Linked DNA regions of Ovis aries: region 2 is linked to region 1. Evidence: chromatin contacts called from public Hi-C data. All regions are on one chromosome and are shown on one strand. The core of a region is the stretch at or near the end of the contact, and the rest is flanking DNA. Distances in the headings are between cores, read along the strand shown.

Region 1 (3,547 bases), core at 128-2,627:
CAGTTTGGCAGCAGCACCAAGGAGCCAGGCCCTCTGCGGGGGTGGGGCTCCAGAAGGATGGCCTGTGGGAGAAACAAGTTTTTCTGATGTCTTTCTGAGAACCTCCACCCCTACAACAACCACCACATGAATTCTCTGTTGTAAAAATGTCCCAGGACAGGCTCTTCCCTGGTGGTCCAGTGGCTAAGACTGTGCTTGCACTGCAGGAGGTGCAGATTTGATCCCTTGTTGGGGTACTAAGATCATGCATGCTGGACAGCGTGGCCCCAAAATAATTTCTTTCAAAAATTATTTTTAAAACTTGTGGGGCCTCCCTGGCCCCAGGCGGTAAAGAATCCACCTGCCAATGCAGGAGACATGGGTTCAGTCCCTGACCTGGGAAGACCGCACGTGGCTCAGAGCAACTAAGCCCTAGCACCACAACTACTAAGCCTGTGCTCTAGAGGCCAGGAACCTCAGCTACTAAAGCCTGCAGGTGCTCCACAACAAGAAAAGCCACCACAATGAGAAGCTCGTGTACTAGAGAGTAGTCCCTTCTCATTGCAACTAGAGAAAGCCCACATGCAGCAACAAAGACCCAGCACAGCCAAAAATAAATTTTAAAAATTCTTTTTTTAAAAAAGTTCCAGGGCAAAAACTTGCTTAAACTAGGCTGAGGGACATGGCGTGCCTCCCAGCCAGGGTAGTGGTGGCCAGAACACAGACCCCAGGGGACCAAGGCGAGCTGACCTGTAGAGGCCCTGGATGAAACCAGAGCTGCTTTTCCCATCCAGGGCCCCCAGCCATCCCAGGAGAGGCCCGGAGGGGCTCTGCAGTTAAAGTATCTAGGCTGTGCGGCCTGCTGGGCTGCCCTCCCCAGCGTTCCAGGCTCCCTGGAGCCCATGTGCACTGGGCCAGAGGGGAAGGCCACCTTTATTATCAGTGACACAGAGCCTAGTAAGGCCAGAAACACCCATGGATGGAAGAGGCACAGCGAGACTGGCCACCTGGGGAAACAGAGCAGCACAGATCCCCAGAACAAGAACAGAAGCATCTCTAGGACCCGGCTTCTGCATCCTGAGTGCAAACTGCACCGATGGGCAGAGTCAGGGGAGGGACTCCCCCAGATTGCACCCCTGTAACTTTTACATACACATACACACCTCACCATGGCACAACGCCTCTGGTTTCTCCCTGGTGGGAGAGTTAAGATCCATCTCCAAGGACTCCTGGGCTGGGCTCCCCCAGGTAGTATTCTGAGCAGCTTTTCACTCACCCATGGACAGTGAGAGCTGTGCTGATGGAAGGTCTGTCCTTGGACCCCCGTCCAGTCCATGAGGAAGAGGATAGTGGTCCAATTCCTGTGTGGCTGAGGGCTTCCGTCCTGCCCTCCTTTGAATGACCAGCAGCACCAAGAAAGATAAATGTCTTGGTGCATTTTCTTGGTGTAGTACAGCTGCACCCAAGATTAATGTGGATCCACTTTTTCAGATGCACTTTTTTTTTCCTGGATCTCTATGCCACAAAAGATCCCAGATGGGGTGGATGCTGTCCTCGGAAAAGGAGGAAATTATTTTTGAGTCATAAAATGGAATAGGAATCAAGAAGGAAACTCTTGCTTGCCGTCTGTGGTTCAGTACAAAAGCTGGTCATTTGATCAAAGAGCCTTTGTCAGGTCAGCTGAGTTTTCGCTCCTAAAACCATCAAGCTCCCCAACAGGCAACGTGATGCCTCTGAGTCATTTGCCAAGCGGCGATTGTGAGAATCTAGAAAGCGTCCACCCCCTCTACCTGAGCCTCTGAAATCTGGAAGCAAGACTGGGGGAACAATAAAGGAGTGCGGCGCCCTCTGGCGAGAGTGGATCAAAACATCCCAACTGAGCTCCCAGAGTGGGCGTCCAGGGCAGTGGACTCGAACCTCCATCTCCAGTCACCCAACAACATCTTCTCACCTTTGTGCAAAACCCAAGATGACTAGCTTTACTCATGATCCTTCAGAGTCTGCATCCTCAGACAGTGTGAAGCTGACGTGGTTCGATCTGGGAAAACCTAGTTAAGATGTTAGCCAAGTGGGGACGGAGGTGTTTATCCCAGGGAAGATGCAGAGACCATTGAAGGACTGAGATCATGGAAAGCCAGATGGGACCAGAGGGGTCCAGGCTCCTGGTCCCAAATGCAGACCGACCCAGGAAAAGGAGCCATGGCCAGTCAGCCGTCACTGCTGAGGCCTCAGGGTTCTCCATGGTGAGGAGGGACCAGGCAGACACCAGGAAGCCTCTGAGTTGAACCAAGCGTCTCTGTCCATCTGGGATAAAAGCACTTGTCAGCTTTGATTACAGAAATTCCAAGGAAAGATTCAAAACAAAGACGATATGCTTATAAAAAGGCCTGGTCTCTGAATAGCCCAGCAGCAGGACTCATCTTCTGGGTCAAGAGGAAAAGTCTGTGAAAGGCTAAGGAAAATGAATTTTGTGCTTTCCAGGCCTCAGCTTGACACCTAGAGGAAGCTGTAGGTGGACGCAGGCCTGACACTGCAAGAATCTCTCCAGGCTCAGATTTACATGTGTGATGTTTCCAGGTCCCACACCAAGATACCACAGGTGGGTGATTTGATTTCTGTAAATCATATATGTGACTGTTCAGGGTTAATCAAGGGCTCTGGGCATGAACCCTGAGGAACTGGGAAAGAAACAGGAATTTCTCTCTCTGCTATATGTGCTATTTGGGAACCTAGTTCCTTCCATGCATTCTGTTATTCCTTGGAAGGATCGGCCATGGACTCGGAATCAGACAAGAGGGACTTCATTGCAGGCTGACACCAGGAGGAGGCAGGTGGCCACCGCCTGGAGAGGGCACGAGGCTGGGCTCTTGGAAGGCTCAGCAGGGAACCTGAGAAAGAAACTCAGAAGATCCCTGTATGACATCACGGGCACACCTAGAGAAGAGAGGAAACTTGCATGCACTCTTTGGCCTTAACATGCCAAATTACAGATAGATTTTTTTTTTTCCCCTGGAAGTACAAGAATACCAATGAGCAAACCTGAAAATATCTTTGTGTTTTCAGCAGGAAAGTAAGAGCTTTCTTAGGTTCAGCGTCTTGGCAGTGGTACTGAGGGAAGCAGTCTGACCTCCAAGTAGGAATGTAGGTGTGGGAAGGACTCCACAGTCCCTCCCTCCCTCTCCTGGGTCCATCCATCCTTTACCTTTGTGATGCTGACAACGCTCACCCCCGTTCACATTTTTTTTCCTTAGTTCCCCGACTAAGAATCTAACTGGCACCCCCTGCACTGGAAGCATGGAATCTTAACCAATGGACCACCTGGGAAGTCCCAATTGTTTTCTTACTCTTCCCTTTGTAACATACCCATTTTTTTTTCTGAGATATAATTCACATACAATACAATTCATCCTTTTAAAGTTATACGATGCAGTGGTTTTTAGTATATTCAGAATTGTGTAACCACCACTACATACACATGGAAATTCTATCTTTAATCTTTCCAGGAATTGCCAGGCTGCTTCTATCCCTTTCGTCTAAGAATTGGTCGGTCATGTTTGGGCAAAACAAT
Region 2 (3,183 bases), core at 215-2,714, 190 kb before region 1:
CCAGGGCCACCTCCGCTTGCTCTGCGTCTCAGGTCCCGCCTTCCTGGACCTCCACCAGGGAGGTCTTCCCACCCCCTCTGCTTTGCTGTCCCTCAGACTCCCTAGCAACAAACGCTAGGATGTGGAAATGGGTCCAAGAATCTTGTGGCTGTGCTGTGGAGCTCCTTTTCTCAGTAGGTGGACTTTACCAATGGCAGGAGGCGCCGGTTCCCCAGCTCCATCAGGGAGGACCCCTGCCCCAGGCACGTGCCGCTGTCTCCCGCCTCGGCCCTGCTGGAGCCTGTCTTTTGTGGGGGGCGGGTGCCGATAGCGTGAACCTGCCACCACAGCCAGACAGCTCTGCGTGAGGCACTGAAACACACTGGACAGAGTTGGTCAGACCATTCCTGGGATCCACACTGAAGAGGATCCTTTTGTCTCAAGGGACTTCCAGTGAGTGTTTCCGCTCTCAGCGTCTCCTCGTTTTTCCTGAAAAAATCCAGTTAAATCTTTCTCCTATGGTAACATCTAGGGGGAGTGAGATGTGACATCAGGGCACCCAGACCATCCAGGCGCTCCGACCCTCACCCAGCTGGAGCCAGGCCTCCCTGGCGGAGCGGCTGCAGCCCACGTCAGCAGTGGCAGTCCACCGCTGTCCCAGGGCCTTCGCTGGTTGTCAGTGCCGAGAAAGGGCGACTGCTGCCCACCCTTTCACACTACCTCATGGAGGCAGTGGCCTCTTATGTGCCAGCCCCTTCTGCCACCGCTCACTTCACCACTAACACAACGCTGAAGACTTGGGGGAGGCAGTCCCGGTCGAGCTTCTCATTTAGAGTAAACAGGTGCTCCCAAGAAGTCCTGGGCCAATAACAGCTGTTTCTCTGAAACCCCCAAGCGGTGGGAGGCATCTACAAGATTCTTTTATAAAAAAGTGAAAATTCTCAAAACGCTTGATTTCAGCTTTCCACACAGCCCAAGTTACATGAGTGAAGGGTAAAGCAGGGTTTTCTGTGGAACAGCTTCCCCATCTGATAGGCACAGTTTGTATCAGATCAGGCAGATACAAAGTGTCAAGGTCACACCAAGGGCTTTCCTGGGCAAGAAGGAGCATCATGAAATGTGTCTTTCAACTTTTGATTGTTTGCACTTTCTTCAAGGCTGTTTACACTTCTTCAAGAATTTACAAGAATTCTTGCTTTGGAGATGTGTGCCTGTGAGGTGGGTGCTGGCAGGGGGCTCTGCACATAAAGGCTCCCAATAACATTTGGCTTCCCCCAGCCTCCAGAGACCCCATCCAGACAGGACATCAATATTAATGCCCAGAAGACTCACCTTGGCCGATCAGAGCACAGTGCCCAGGTGGGAAAGTTTCCTCCCTTTCTGAAAATCAGCGTTTTTAGCTTTGAGGCTGCTGATGGGAGTGGACTGCGGGAATGGACACGTGACTGCAGGTGTCACGTGTGGCCACATGGGGGCGCCCTCAGACCATCCCTGCTGTCTGGACCACAGAGCCGCTCATCTCTCCCCGCCCCCAGGCTCCTGAGCCTCCCCGGATCCCTAGCACTGAGGACCTCCCCCTCCCCAATCTGTTCCTTAGGAACTTCTGTGAGAAAGAGAGGGACTTGCATGTGCCCAAGTGTCGCTGCAGGATAAGGGGCCAGCAAACTTCTGATGTCACCATTTCTGAGTAACAGCAAGTTACCACAGGCCTGAGCCGGGCATGTCCTGTTCTGAGAGGAGCACCTTGCCTCAAAATGCACCTTCATCTTTGGAGAGCGTGTGTAGGGGCCAGGCGGGGCAGGAAGTGCCAGGGTTTCCTTCCCAGAATCAAGTGCTCTGGGGTTTTTGTTGTTTTTTAATTGGGGTGCAGTTGCTTTATGGTGTTAGTTTCTGCCGTACAACAGAGTGAGTCAGCTCTTTGTACACACATCCCCTGCCTCCTGCGCTGCTTCCCTGGTGGCTCGCTGGTGAAGAGTCCACCTGCCAGTATGGGAGATGTGGGTTCAGTCCCTGGGTCGGGAAGATCTGGAGAAGGAAATGGCAGCCCACTGCAGTATTCTTGCCTGGAGAATCCCATGGACAGGGAGCCTGGCAGGCTACGGCCCAAGGGGTTGCAGAGAGCATGCACATGTGCACCTCCCTCTTAAACCTCCCTCGAAGCTCCCCACCCCCAATCCCACCCCTCTAGGAAGCACTGTCTTAAACTCACACCAGCGTAGTCCACTGGGAGCCCTTGTCACAGTCCCGCTTCCTCCCGCTCCCCTTCCCCTTTTCTCTCTCCTATCCTGTGCTGGTGGTTTTCAGACTTTCTGGGTCATGATCCACAGCAAGAAACACACTTTACATCATGAGTCAGCGCTTGCACTCATGTATGAATCTGCATCTCAAGCCAAAGTTCCATAAATGAATTCTCATCCTGAGAATTCTGGATACCTTCTTTTTAAAAAAAAAAAAAAAATGCTGCTTATAATTCACTAAATCAAGCTGATCCATAGTTTGAAACGTGTTGCTCTAATCTGACTTTTACACTGTTGGGTAAACCGAGGTCCCAAGGGTTGGAAAGGAGCACGGGCACCCAGCTTACACAGGGATGCTCATGAGCACTCTGGAACTGGTACCCAGGCTTCCTGTTCCTGCAGCTTCATGCATCAGGCTGGTCTCCACTGATGCTGCTACAGCCTCCGTGGTGGGATGCTCACCGCTCCCATCACAAGGGAGGGGAGGGGTGGGTGATGGAAGACACATCAGTCGGAGCCCCAGGGCTTCTGGAAGCGGTGATGATGTGTCCTATACAGAGGGTGGCAGGCTGAGTACTAAATGTTTTCTGCTGTATGGTCTTGTTTCGTCTTTACAACAACCCCGTGAGAAGGTGGAGGGATCCTAATTGACCGATGATTTTGAAGTTGAAACTGGAGTTGTCTGACGACAGCAGGCCAGTTCTAAACCGGACGTGGACCGCAGGGTTGTAGACATGTGCTCCCAGCCATCCTGCGGTACCACCTCCTTCCCAGGGAGCCCAGTGCAGCTCCCAGCGTTTCCCAGACAGAGCCCAGGCAGCTGGAGCGGCTCTGCAGGCCTGTGAAAGGAGACCGGCCCCTCCTCTTGGAGGCCGGCTCACATCCTCTTCTCTGAAGCAGGTTTATTACCAGTTGCTGCAGGGAGAGATTTAGGGACTTTCCCAGCTGCTAGAAGCTAGATTCTGAT

The links. A called contact is a pair of places that touch in the nucleus more often than the background predicts.
Region 2: a contact with region 1 is called in a Hi-C map of hypothalamus, with 4 times the contacts expected there. The contact joins two enhancer-like sites. A contact is called at or near these places in 6 of 16 Hi-C or Micro-C datasets (hypothalamus, mesenteric adipose tissue, muscle and 3 more).

Annotation. Positions count from the first base shown.
Region 1 is chr12:43,280,266-43,283,812 of ARS-UI_Ramb_v3.0, reverse strand. LOC105606443 (a long non-coding RNA gene) reads left to right here. Exons shown (of 6, transcript XR_009595693.1): 5 at 1-2,578. Among named protein-coding and RNA genes, the nearest start is that of SLC25A33, 78 kb to the right of the region's middle. Within about 2 kb of position 1,377, at least 11 of the 54 cell types and tissues checked have an H3K27ac peak or open chromatin away from gene starts, as enhancers often do. A contact at or near this core is called in hypothalamus, where this site is marked.
Region 2 is chr12:43,466,327-43,469,509 of ARS-UI_Ramb_v3.0, reverse strand. H6PD (hexose-6-phosphate dehydrogenase/glucose 1-dehydrogenase) reads left to right here. Exons shown (of 5, transcript XM_027975665.3): 5 at 1-3,183. Among named protein-coding and RNA genes, the nearest start is that of SPSB1, 30 kb to the right of the region's middle. Within about 2 kb of position 1,464, at least 4 of the 54 cell types and tissues checked have an H3K27ac peak or open chromatin away from gene starts, as enhancers often do. A contact at or near this core is called in hypothalamus, where this site is marked.